Regions from separate parts of the Rattus norvegicus genome. Here region 1 is linked to region 2. The links are chromatin contacts, called in public Hi-C maps. All regions are on one chromosome and are shown on one strand. The core of a region is the stretch at or near the end of the contact, and the rest is flanking DNA. Distances in the headings are between cores, read along the strand shown.

Region 1 (6,466 bases), core at 479-2,978, 48 kb before region 2:
CAACGGAAGAATGTAAAAGCATTGAAGTACAGCCATGCTGGCTGTCTGATTGCTGACAGGATCTCATTATCTGGTCTGGTGGTGAGCAGGAGTGGGACCCCTCCTTCCTCACCGTACAGGAGACACTGTACTAGATGGCAGCTGGGGAGTGGGCTGCACATGTGATGGACTGAAGGGCTCGCAAGTGCATGCAGTACCAGACAGATAGTTAGAAGGAAGGCTGTAGTCTATTCACTGACCCCCTGCTGTAGTAATGTCAAGGTGCTGGGTAGATCAGTGACAGAGTTGGTCAGCAACCTAGGGAGTAGTGGCTTCTGGGTGACTACCAAAAGATGCAGCTGTCAGCTCCTGTCTTTGCGCCTCAGTGCCTCTGTTTATGGTAGTAAGAGTTTTGTGCCCATCCTGCTGAGTCAGCATTTGTCAGGGGACTGTTTTGTGCTGAAAGTAACTATTTCACCTATTATGTATTTTCAGCACACCACATCTATGAAGCAGGGGTTTTGGCTGACCCATTTCACAGGTATAGAAACTGAAGACTACAGAAAAATGAATGACTTGATTTGGATCACACTGAATTAAGCAGCAAGCCAGGGTTTGATCCCAGGTGGGCTGAACCTGGAGCCTGTGTTCTCAGATCAGACACCGTTCTACATAGGTGTGTGTGTGTGTGTGTGTGTGTGTGTGTGTGTGTGTGTGTGTGAGAGAGAGAGAGAGAGAGAGAGAGAGAGAATATTGTTATTGTGAGGGACACTCAAGCCCAAGTGTAAAGAGAGAGAGAGAGAGAGAGAGAGAGAGAGAGAGAATATTGTTATTGTGAGGGACACTCAAGCCCAAGTGTAAAAAGCAAGATCAGAATTTAGAGTCCTCATCCTCACTGCCTGCTTCGTTTTGCTTTGCCTTGGGTGTGCGTCAGTTGTGCAGCTTATTAAAGTCATGCACAGCCTTAGTCTCCTGCTCTTATTTAAAGTTCAAAGGCCAAAACCCTTGGATTTCTTTTCCTGAGTTTTAAGATTTGAGCACAACAATAAAATGTTTAGAAATTTTAGTCTTTGAACAAATTGAGTACCTGGTGTGTCCCTGTAGGATGTAGGGCTAAATGCCAGGTAGGGCTTATGTTGCTCACACACAATGTTTAATTTGCATCTGAAAAGCTGACTTTGAACACCTTCCTACAGACTCCCAGTGCCCTGAGGAACTCAGAGCTGTTGGTTGGGTAACAGATAGTATTGTGGAGACAGAGTACTTACTTTCTGACTTTGAGAATCAGCTGGAAGAAGGAAGCAGCTTCTCTAGTGAGTGGTTGCTTGGGTTCCCGAATAGTTTTTGAGCCTCGTGCTTCCTGTTATATGGTGGTTGTTGTTGTTGTGGTTGTTGTGGTTGTGATTGTTGTAGTTTAAGAGTTGTTTTTTTTTCCAGTGTTGGCAACATTTGGTAAGTTTGTTGTTGTTGTTGTTGTTGTTGTTGTTGTTGTTGTCTCTTTTAAACTGAAGAGAAATGAGTCAGTTCAGTGTATGTGAAAGATAGCGGCCTGGTGTTTCTAAGGGAGTTGCAGCCTTCAAAGTGCTCTACTTTGACCCTGAGAACAGCTCTGTGGGAACAGCAGGAGGGGAGCTGCACACTTGGGGGCTGAGCAGGAGGAAGCCAGCTGGCAGTGGGCTGGCTGAGCCAGGGGCTGGGGAGCGAGTATCAGCTGTTAGTATTTCTCCTGACTTCAACATTCCTGTGACCTGCCTCAGTGACATAGTGTCTTCTGTGTTGGACCTTCTTTCACTTGAGTGTGCTGCTCACTTACTGATATCCCTGTTCTTGGTCATGATTAATGATTAACTCAGTTAACTTGTTTGCTTTCTGAAATGCTCTGATGCAGCTCAGGCTTTGAAACTGTAGCAAAGCCACTGCTGGAACAATACCATTTAAATAGGGACCAGCTTTTCTTATTAAATTGCCATCTCTTTGGAGAGGGGGTTTGAAATATTTAAAACTTCAGTTTGATTTCCTTATGAAGCTTAAATTAGCGTTGCAAGTCCCTTCCTTCCTGGAGTTTTGTAAACTCATGGTGTAGAATGTTTGCCTTCAGCAGCAGTTGCTTGGAAGACTGGCACTGGGCAGTTCTGGAATGGCTTACTGACCTGAGGACTTGGCTCCCAATGGGCTTATTTGGAGACCACAGGAACAAGTAAGACAAGTCCTGTGACCCAGTTGGAGGTGTGATTCATAGCTTGTTAACAGTTGGTACATTAGTCTCAAAGTTTAGACAGTGATGGCCTCATTTGCTCCTAAAGCAAGAGGGGGCTCTGGAGACCTGTCCAGACAGAGCCTGCAGATAACTGGGCAGGATGGAGCCCCCCTCTTGTCCCACACAAGTTGAGTCTTAAATCAGCCAGAGAGATTCAGAGGCATGGCAACTTGTGTTAAAACAGAGTGTACCCTGTAAAGTTCTGTTCTTGTCAACTGGTTTTAAGATTTTGGCCCTTCCATTATTAAGAATGCCATTGTGACAGTCACATGATCCTTGGTAGGTAATGAGGATGGGAATGATCTAGTAAACTCCTGATGCCAAGTGGTCCAAGAAGACATTGTGACTCCACAGCAAAGTAGGAAAGCAGGAAGCAAAGACAGTGCCAGTTCCTGGAAAGCCAGATGCAGAAATTACCACCTTTTTTTATTACAATAATTGATTGCTGTTTAAAATTTGCAAACTTATTAACTCCTTTATTGGGGGGAAGAAAGGGGCAGTTTGGCAAGTATAAAATCTAGACATCTAGGATATACTCATACTGACCTAGGACTTAATTCCTCTCAAAAAGTTCTGATGCCAAATCCAGAGTTAATTTTCATTTCATGTGTGGCCTTGCTCATGTTAGCAGGTGCACCAGGGTTGAGTCACACCCCCAACACAAAATTTGGTTGATTGAATTACCAATTGTTGACACTTTGAATGACCCCATCGCTATCAGTTTATGTTTGGGTTTGTTTTAAGATGCACTAGATTTGCTATGGGCAAAAGGTAGAGAAGGTCATCCCTCTCCTTCTGTGTGGTTCCCATCCTGCCCTTCTCTCCTGCCTCCCAGCGCAGTGTGCATCTCTACACATAGTGGGTCAAGCAGGACTGTGGACAGCATCAGGGAGGTTTCATTCATTGAGTGCTGAAGACAGAGGTAATCTTAGTTTTGTCTTGACTTTTAAGGGTGGTTTTTAGTTTCTTGTAAGTGTTCCTTAAGTGTCTCCCTTTTCTCTTTATGATTGGATGTGCACTCTCATCCAGAGGCTAGTGATCATGTACCATATGGGCTGCGTGTGTTGGGATTCAAAGTTGTATGTGCGAGTCTTTTTATCTTCACTGTAGTCATTTTAAGCACGTGTCTTATACGTACTAATTTTAGCACTTTTTTTTACTTATGATAACTTTCTTTTTTAATTTTTTTATTATATATTTCTTTACTTACATTTCAAAGGTTATTCCCCTTCCCAGTTTTCTGTAAGCTCCCATTCTCTCCCCCTATACATTCCCCTGATTGCCCTCCCCCATATTCCCCTGCACTGGAGGTCCAACCTTGGCAAGACCAAGGGCTTCCCCTTCCACTGGTGCCCCAGCAAGGCTATTCTCTGATTTTAGCACTTTTATCTTCCATTTGGAGCTAAGGAAATAGCTCAGTTGATGGAGTACTTGCCTACTGTGCACAAAACAAAGCCCTGGGTTCAGTTTGCAGTACACACGTAGCACACACCTGATTTCTAGCACTTGGGAGAAAGGCTAGTCAAGAAATTCAAGGCCAGCCTTAGCTATATAGTGAGTCCCAAACCACCCTGGGCCACATGGGACCCTGAAAGCCTTATTTGGCACCTGGCGTATTTCTTTCCAGGTAGTGGACATTGTACCTAGCAAGATTTCCTAGAGTTCCTAGAAGCGCAGATGTTCCAGTTCCAGGACAGCTGAGGCAGACTAGTTCTGCTGGTTCTACAGGTCAGGTGTGGGAGAAGCAGCTTGCTCTGCTCTGGGGATTTGGGAACTGTGTGTTTAGCAGTGTCATTGCACTTGACGCCTGTGGTAAGACCATCTCCAACTGTTTACCCCTATATGAACTCTGGCTAGAACAGGTTCCTAGCTTAGTGTTTAACTTTCTAAGATCAGCTTTGAATATTTTTGAAACATTGATACCTTCTTGAAGACCAGAAATGCTAGCACATCTTTAATCCCAGCACTGGGGAGGCAGAGTAGGAGGAATTATAAGCTCAAAACCAGCCTTGTCTACATAGGCCAGGCCAGCAAGGGGGGAGGGGTATACAGTACGATCCTGTTTGCAAAGGAAAAAGATAAATAAACATGTTCTTATAATTTTGAGCGACAAGCTTCCTCCATATCCCCTTGCTCTGATCTTGTTAATCCTCTGTCTTGATTTTTGATGAGAAATTGAAATGTAATTATTGTGCGTCAGCATCTGGTGACCTGGGGGCTGAGTGACAGCATTGCAGTGAATAGTTTGCATCTTTGTCACAGCTTAAGAGACAACTGATTAGTGAAGGACAAGGTATAAAGTGAGAGAGAGAAATAGTCGTTTCTGGAATCTCCGAATGAAGCCTCTTCAGCATCCCCCTAAAGTAGTGACCAGTGAACCCAGGTAGTAACTCCATCCTCAGAATTTTTAACTGGGGATGTTGACTAGGTTATGGCTCAGTAACTACAGAGTATCTCTAGGTGCCCACATTGACAGTTAGTGCACATGTAGTAAGTGCCAGGAGAGCTGAGTGACTTCTCGATGACCAAGTCTCATGAGGAGACTGTGTACATGTGATATCAGCAACAGAACATGGTGCAGTGGACAGCACAGGTCCCCTTAGTTCCCTGACTGCTCCCCGCAGCAGCTTCAGATGGTTATCAGCCTTCTGTAGAGGATTTTTAGTATCAGCTCCTGCCAAGTGCCCCAGCTTTTGACAGTTGCCTTTGGGTCTGTGCTTTCTGTGCCAACAATTTTAACTAGTGGATTTAAACTTAATTCTTACCGTGTGTGTGTGTGTGTGTGTGTGTGTGTGTGTGTGTGTGTGTGTGTGTGTGTGTGTTTGAGAGGGTCACCCTCCTGCACCCTTACCTCTTGCTTGGCTTCAGTTCAGCTTTTACTTTCACCATATCTAGTTAATAAACATTCACATCCTTTGTAGTATTACCCAGTGACTTATCTTGGGCTTCCTTTAAAAATCTGATCTGTAAAGGGGGACCGTCTTTCTCTTCCTTACATTTTTACAGTCATTTTTTAATCATGTGTGTGAATGTGTGTGCACCTGAAGTTAAAGGACAGCTTGTGGGGCTTGGTTTTCTCCTTCCACCATGGGGGTTCTGGACACTGAACTCTGGTCATCAGGTTGGGCTCAAGTCCTATGAGCCATTGAGCCACGTCATCAGTTCCAAGACGAAGACACTTTCCTACCACATCTTTATGCCATGTATACCCCTAATAGGAACTTAACAGCACGGCTATGTGGTTTTTGAGTTTCAGTCTTCAAATAACTTTCTCTGTGATATTTTTTTCCCTTTCCCCGTTCTTCATGATTGCTTTTTTCTCTTCTCACCTAGCCCTCAAATCACAGCTTTCTGAGATTGGACAAGCTCCCTTGTACACAGTGTGCACAAATAATTCAGCCATTGTAGCCCCTAGCACCAGTGAGGTGCCTACACTGGTCCTCCCCTGGGTGGCATGAGCCTTTGTATTCCCCACCACAGCAGTGTATGTTTGAAATGTGAAGTAGATACTTTTGGAGAATGTAAGCATCAGATGCGGGTTCTTGTGTATACTGTTAGGAGCTAAGCCAGCACCAGCCAGACATCCTGTATATGCCACCTGCTCTGCCACAGGCTCCTAAAACCAAGGCAGCCTGGTTGACCAAGGAGGAAGGTAGACAACAGGAAAGCTGGCCTCTGTGGCCTGGATTCCAATGCATGTTCAAAGACAGGGGAGGGTGAAAAGCCTTTCCTACAGTCAGACAGAGCTCCCAAGTCAACTGTGGCCAGCTGTAGCCAGCTGTTAAAGAGGATGGTTTGCCTAGCCAGATAAACATTTGAATAATTTGGGCTTTCGGTGGAGCTGAAGAGTAGAGTCCCAAAGTCTAGTAGCACTGTGCTGGGGGCAGACACTTATGGATAAGAGGTGGCTGGATCCTTCTGAGGGAGCTGCAGTCTGACTGTAGCTCTCAGGTCTTTTGAGCTGGTGTGTGTCCTTTTAAACTTCAAAATTTAACAGCAATTTGTGATAACATTGGCCTAAAATGCCTTTATGTGCTTCCTTTTCATTCTAAGGAGAAAATGGATGGCATAATCATTCATCAGTGACTGTGGATCATCATTAGGAAACTTGGTTAGTTTTTTATTGATTGCTAACTTAATATCTTGTCTTGGGTGAGGTCTGTTATACATGAAATAAATGACAGTAAGGGGAAAAGCAGAATAAAATGGAGCCAAAGTGCTTCTGTGATG
Region 2 (7,086 bases), core at 708-3,207:
GTAATTTATCAGCATTTTTCTTCCACCCCAGGCCTTAGCCAAGTGATAAAGAAAACTGGATGCCAGAGGAATGAGCCGCATCTTGGAGAAAGCATGACGAAGCACTTCCCAGAGCCAGTCCCTTAAACAGGAGACTGCTCTTCATCTCTGAGATGCCTGTGAAGATGAGCTCCTCCCTTGCTTTGCAGCCTCTGGTCTGTGCATCCCACTGGTTGGAGAGGGAGAGCACACATATGGCCCCAGTGAGGCTGATCCAAGCTCGCCTTTGTTCACTGGGCACAATGCTGTTACCCAGCCCACTCCTCATTGTTTAAGGGCTCGGGGAATGGGTTCTTTAAGAAAGGGATTCAGTGAGTACGCATAATGGGAGGACTGGATAGGCACTTTACAAGGAGGTAGGTCCTAGTTTCATTCTGCTAGAAAGGAAGGGTCAAGAAATGAAGCCTGTCACTGGGCCCTGTTCATGGCATACTTGGATGTCAAGGACAAACTGAGACTCTTGATCATTGCTTCCAACTTTCTAGAAAAGATCTGGAGGTGGAATGATGTGCTTCCCTGGTTCTAACACATGCCCAAAGGCTTCTGCCCAGAGGACCTAGCAAGGGCTTCCAAAGTTTCTGCCCTAAAGCCTGAACTTAGATCCCTAAAGCTGGTGGCACTGCCTAGAATGAAAACGCTCTTACACAGCAGTGAGCATAGGACATTGGCAGGCAGGAAGAAAGAAATGTGTATTTGGGGACTCTCGTTAACTGGAGGAGGGAGTTGAGTAATAAGTCTCAAAGAGGGACAGGATGTAGAATTGCAATCAAAGCTGTCACCTTAGAATTAAAATGAAATGGGAAAAAAAAAGAATCCCCAACACCTTTTGCTTTTTGCCAGGCTCAGAGTAGGTAAGTAGCTGGTGCTCAGGGCACCGGGTGCTGAGGAGATGTTAGGTGCTCTGTATGGGTCTATTTATTCCTATAGCAGAGAATAACTCACTGGTGGCACGGCCTTGTTTTGACCCTTGAGACCATTGGCCTGTCCAGGCACAAAGGTTCAGGGTCCTACCACTCTACATGCAGGAGAGCAAACACTTGCTAAGAATTGGTACCCATAAAATCTCACTGAAATCTTCTCCCCCCGTTCTTGGGAGCCCAATGATGAAGTCCCTTGTTTATGGTCAAGTAACTGGCATCTGCAGGAAACTGGCACATGTGAAGTAACTCTACCATCCTTTCTTTTGGTGTGTGTGTGTGTGTGTGTGTGTGTGTGTGTGTGTGTGTGTGTGTGTGTCCCAGGGCAGAGGTCAAGCTGCCTGAAGTTTTGATACCGGGTATCTCTATTTTACCAGGACTGGCCAGCAAACCCCAACGATCCACCTGCCTCCGCTTCCCCAGCGCTGGAATTACAAAACAGGGCCATCGCCCAAGGCTTTTAAAATGTGGATTCTAGGAATTGAACTCTGTTTTTCAAGCCTGTAAGCACCGTAACGACCATCTCCCTAGCCAATGAACCCACTATCAAAACAAGATCTCCTCTAAGAGACCTCTAGAGCTAGGCGATCCTGGGTTCTGTTGCTATGTTGGCTTACAAAAGGGGAACGGGTTTGAAATCTAACAGCCTGAACGAAGAGTGGTCTGTCCCTTGGGGAGAGCACTGGGTAGAAGAAGCCGCGCTTCCACTATAGCCCTCAGAGGTCCGCAGCGCTCGTCCTAGGCTCCAGCGCCCTCACCTGGTAGCAACAGCATGTCCCGGCGGCAGCTCTCAGGCTCAGGTCTGCGGCTCCCGGAGCGGCCGCCAGAGCCCGCCCGGGTCCAGCCCCGCAGGCCGCCCACCTCGGTGAGTGGGAGGACGCTGCCCTGAGACAGGGGTGGGACAGGGGGGACGGGATGAGTGCGGGCGCCGGGGGCTCTGGTGGGGAGGAGTCAGCCCCGGAAGGCGACTATAAAAAGCGTCGGCTGGCAGCTCGGAGCTACTAAGCCAGTGAGCGCACGGAGTCGAGCGCGGAGCGCCTTCTGCGCTGAGTGGCAGTGGTCTGGTGCTGGGGGAGCACTGTGCCGGAGTGAGGTCGGAATCTTCACTCCACTTCCCGCGAGCTCCTGTCCCGCTTGCTTACGCTCAGGAGCTCAACGCGTGGGATCAGATACCAGACTCCGGGATGCTGTACTCCAGACCCCCGAGGCGTGGCAGGATCTCAGTCATCAACCTGAGGTAAGAGGACCGGAGCTAGGGCGCGAGGGCTGCTTGGATTAAGCCATGGGAAGGAGAGGAGAGACCGAATCCCACATATCTTCTCTGTTTAGGTAGAACGTTGCCCTCCATCAGTCTGATTGTCCAGTCTATTCTATGCTGTCTACCAGTGTGTGTGTGTGTATGTCTGTCTGTCTGTTTCTGTCTGCCTGCCTGTCTGCCTATGTGTGTGTCTGTCTGTCTGCCTGCCTGCTTGCCTTCCTATCCTTGAATATATTGGTGGGCATACACCCCCGTCCTTCGTTTCTGAAATCTTTTACAAACGTCAGATGTTGAGGACACCATCGCCCGGGGAATGCATTCGACGGGAGGTGGATCTCTGCTTTGCTTAGCTTGTGCCCCTGTGAATGGCACCAGATGTTCACACAAACAACAGTGTCTCATGGAAGACAGAGGATCCCTAGGCAGGTCTCACAAGGAGCTCGGTGCAGGGAACGCGCCTACCCTGTGGCTAATGGTGAGCTTCGCAAATCTGCACCTTGTCACGACCACGTAAGCAAGGTCTCCTGGGTCGCCTAGCCTGACTCTGCCCTCCCAGCGATACGCTGGCACCGGGCGGGAGGAGATGATCTGATGTTAGACGACCTCAGTGGTCTCTGCTGTTATTTAAACAAACACTAAGCTTGGCAGCACTGCCGGAACATTGGTGACCCCTGGCAACAGACATCATCTGCAAGAAGGTTCGCGCAAGATTGACAGAAAAACCAAGGTCTCCATAAGGCACAAACCTGAGTTGTCCACGGTTCTCAAGCTCTCCTCTCTGGGAACGAGGTCGGGCGACATCTCGGAATGAACCCCAGAGAAAGCGTGTGCTCCTGACAAGAGCGTTGCGCCGGTGTTAGCCAAGAACTGGACATTCTACCCGCACCAGGTCTGAGGTTCTCAGTACTGCTCCGAACAGCCAACTCTGACCACAGGTAAGACCTTCTCTTTAAAACCAAGCTTTTGATGTGAGAGCCACGGCCTGGCTGAAGCCCGTCCAGGAGACAGTGAGCCAGGGAGTCATTTCCATCTCCGCGGTCTGGAGAGGGACCCCAAGGCGCGCCCGAGGGAGGGGAATAGGCTGCTCTGCGTGCCCAGGCTCGGCGCCACCATGGACAGCTCCCAGCTACTTCCGCCACTCGGGGCCTGTGGCCCCGAGTCTGGTGTGTTCAAGCACCTCCCTCACTGATTAAGGTGTTCAGACACTAGGAAGATAGAGAGGGACTAGCAGTCTTGGAGGCCTAGGTATTTTTTCTGGAGGCACTAACCACTTAGGAGGGAGCCTACTTTGCCAGAGGCTGTGGTTTTCTACCAGGTCCCAGCAGAGCTTGCATCTTTTTCTGTGTAACCCCTTGATGTCACTAGGGGCTTCCTTTGTATTTATGCGGCACCATAGGGATCCCTCAGAGGTGAGGCAGGTGTGAAACTTTTGTTATATGACCCAGACAGTGAGATAAAGGTATATGTAATTAGGTACAGAACTAAGCTACTTTCAGTGTGGGGAGTAAGGTCATTAAAAAATATTAAACAATTTAATAAATATGGTAATGAATCAATCCTTTAATTTCATAGTTTATGAGAGAATGGAGAAGAAACCACACTTTAAAAATTACAAAGAGAGTGTCTGAGAGGGTGTATAAAGCAGCAATGCTCTTTCTGATCCTAAGGGTGTCCTCTAAAGCTGGACTCTTGAGACAGTTTCCAAAGGCTCTACACAGCCTGGTAGACGATGGTTCAAACAGATTACTTGGGACTAGGGTATTATGTCCTTCTTCTAGTCAGAAATGATACTGGATGGGCTCTTTTGTCAGTACCACCTATACTCAAACACAGAAATGTATGTCCCTTTACTATAAAAGGTGTAAGAAATCAGGTCTTTTCTGCTTAGGACTGAAAGATACATATAAAAATTAATTTTAAAAAGAAAGGGAAAAGGAAGAGAGAGGGAGAGAGAGAGGAAGAGGGAGAGGGAGAGGGAGAGGGAGAGAGAGAGAGAGATCTGTGACTTTGGGAAAGTCAACTAAACTTACACTTGTTTCCTCACCTATAAGTGGGGGCAAGTGGGCTCTCTCAGTAAGTGGCTAGAGAAATTACTAGCATAAGGCAAAGCACTGAAGTCCGGTGCTGAGCACAGAGAACTCTGCTAAAATGGCCCAGATTACAGGTGCGTTTCAAAGTGCTGTGCATTTTTCTGAAGTGCTTACCCGGCCCGTGTCCTCTTTCCTAGCTTAGTAACTGATTGGGAGTGGATCTACCACTTTGTTATCTTCACATTGGTGAAAGTGCTGAAGGAAGAGATGTGGACAGGCTTTTATGAGAGACAATTCAGTTCGCTGTTTCCCCACCTCCACTGCTTGGAGCAAATACTGTTTTTTAAACAAAGAAGTAGGCCATTTTCAAGACTTCATTTCAGCCCTTTGATCTAGACTAGTGGTTCTCAACCCGTGGATTACAACCCCTTTGAGGAGGGGAGGGAGTTGAGTGACTGTTTCACAGGGGTTCCCTCAGGCTACAGGAAAGCACAGATATTTACATTATGATTCCTACTATAAAAAAGTTACAGTAACAAAACTTACAAACACAATTATGAAGTAGCAATGAAAATAACTTTATGGTTGGGGTCATAGCATAATGGATTGTATTTAAAGCATTGCAGCAATAGGAAGGTTGAGAACCACTTATCTAAAGATTTATTTATTTTATGTATACAAGTACACTGTAGCTGTCTTCAGACCAGAAGAGGACATCAGATCCCTTTACAGATGGTTGTGAGCCACCATGTGGTTGCTGGGAATCGAACTTAGGACCTCTGGAAGAGCAGTCAGTGCTCTTAACCGCTGAGCCATCTCTCCAACCCGAGAACCACTTATCTAGATAGTCTTTTCTTTTTGACTTTTCCCCCCACATGATCTGGTAAGGAGCCTCACTGTCTTTCTGAGGCACAGCACCCCTGGGATGCAGGTATGGAGGGTCTTCAAGACCTTGTTTCTAGATACTTCTGGTTAGCTGCAGAAGAAAGACTTTGGTTTTCTCAGACAGGGAGTGGTCATGTTGGACAGTCTCTGTCATCTTTGCATTTTGCTTAGGCATGACAACCTGGTCAAGACTCTTGGCTCATGATATTTTGGTCCATACTGGGTTTGGAGGTGCCCTTGGGTTCTGTATTTTGGGGTTCTGTCTTGTACAAACCACTAGTCCTATGACACACCACAGAAATTTGGATACTGGACCCATAGGCACACATTATTGTAGGTAGGTTTTTCCCCACAAAGTGTGCATGCACATGTGCATATTTCTGCCAGCTTTCCATTCTGATGCACTCAGATTTTCCTTCTCTCCTTCTATCAATAGATCAGAAGGATTCTTTGTTTCCTCCACTTGAAAGGGATGAAGTCCAGGAGCATCCCTCAGATGCTGGGAGTTTTCTGTGACTCTCCTCAGCTGGTGATGTCACTACAACAGAAGTGTATTCCCAACTCATGCTGAAGTCTGGGCTGTCTTCTTTGTGCTAGTGTTCAGTCTCCTGGGTCCCTGTGGCTTCCAGGTAAGAAAACGACTGAACTACAGAACACTTGTGGGAAGCAAGGCCAACGAGGGGAGGAAGCTGCGTGGATGGGAAGAAGGAGCTCATCATTAGTTCTGTAGTGTTCTGTCTGTGGTAACCCTGTCTGAGTTTCTGGGACAGACAGATCAGATGGCAAAGGTTGACATTTGATGGGAAAGGCAGCTCTAGTTATTGTCATTGGCTCCTTTGAATCCTGAGGCATAAGTGACACCTTTTAGTCCTGTGTGCTGTTGGCAGATCAGCACCATCATGTGGATTAAGTGCACTTTGTATTTTATCTGTAGCTCAAAAGACACCTACTGGCATGGAGGTTGGCTTCCCATGGGAAACAAAGTTATTCTTGTGAGCTTCAGCCACAAGATTCCCTAACTGTGACAGTCTGGGTGACATGTATCTTTGTGCATGGTGGCAAATACACAGGTATTTGATCTAATCAGAGCGATGGGTTAGCTGTCTTTGCTGGTTTTCATCACTCTGAAGGCAGCTTCAGTTTCTTTGGAAGGGGGACTACAAGGGCCTTGCTCGCTTGACTCTGGTTGGGTTGGCAGCCATTGGGAGTGGGTCCTGGGGAAGTTCTCAGGGCCGTGTGTTTCTTTCTATTGTTTGGTCAGCTTCTCAGCATGATCTTCACCTCCTCCAAAGCTATACTTGTTGGAACTTTGCAGATTTGGTTAGGGTGGTGGCTGTCATGGTGATTTTTATTAGTCTCCGCACCTTGCTGTCTAGCCACTCCCTTGGGGCCATCCTGGCCTCTTTGGCAGGTTTCTCAGTTTTCCCTTTATCTTCTTTCTGCCCCAGTGCCAGGCTTTGTTCTAGCCTAGGTCTCTGGCCGGGAGGCTGCTTGCTGAGAAATATCATCAAATATACATTATACTGCTCTGTAGTCCCTCGGTGCCAGGAAACACAACTTACCCACCCAGAGGGAGAGGAGTGCCTTCCTGCCCCTGTTATTTTCCAGGGCCTGTCCCCAGACTCTGCTTGGCTGCTCTAGGTTCTGCTTGGCTCCAGGAAGCTAATATGGGCTTCCCTTCCCAGACCTACAAGGGAGGGGTCCTTTGGAAGCCCAGGCAGACTTTCCCTGCAAAGGCACCCACTCTGAGCAAGAATTCCTCCCCCCTCCATCTTAGACAACAGAGCTCCTTGCCTTGGGAACTCACTAAGACATTCACTCTGAATCTTCTGCAAGGGCAATGAGACCACAAGATTACCCACAACTTTATAGTGCTTTAAACAACTGCTTTGGAAAGAACTATGCATCTTTTCTCCATCTGTTGAGGAACTTAGCCACCAGGCATTTTCTACTGCAG

What was found. Hi-C and Micro-C count contacts between places; a contact is called where the count stands out from the background.
Region 1: a Hi-C map of liver shows a contact between it and region 2, with 2.7 times the contacts expected there. The contact joins the enhancer-like site here to the promoter of Cemip in region 2. A contact is called at or near these places in 3 of 12 Hi-C or Micro-C datasets (the Rat2 cell line, hepatocytes and liver).

What each region holds. Positions count from the first base shown.
Region 1 is chr1:147,514,628-147,521,093 of GRCr8, reverse strand. The region is part of intron 1 of Abhd17c (abhydrolase domain containing 17C, depalmitoylase); the gene reads left to right. Among named protein-coding and RNA genes, the nearest start is that of Abhd17c, 17 kb to the left of the region's middle. Within about 2 kb of position 1,728, at least 15 of the 93 cell types and tissues checked have an H3K27ac peak or open chromatin away from gene starts, as enhancers often do. A contact at or near this core is called in liver, where this site is marked.
Region 2 is chr1:147,466,354-147,473,439 of GRCr8, reverse strand. It overlaps Cemip (cell migration inducing hyaluronidase 1), which reads left to right and starts at 1,957. Exons shown (of 29, transcript NM_001427855.1): 1 at 1,957-2,193.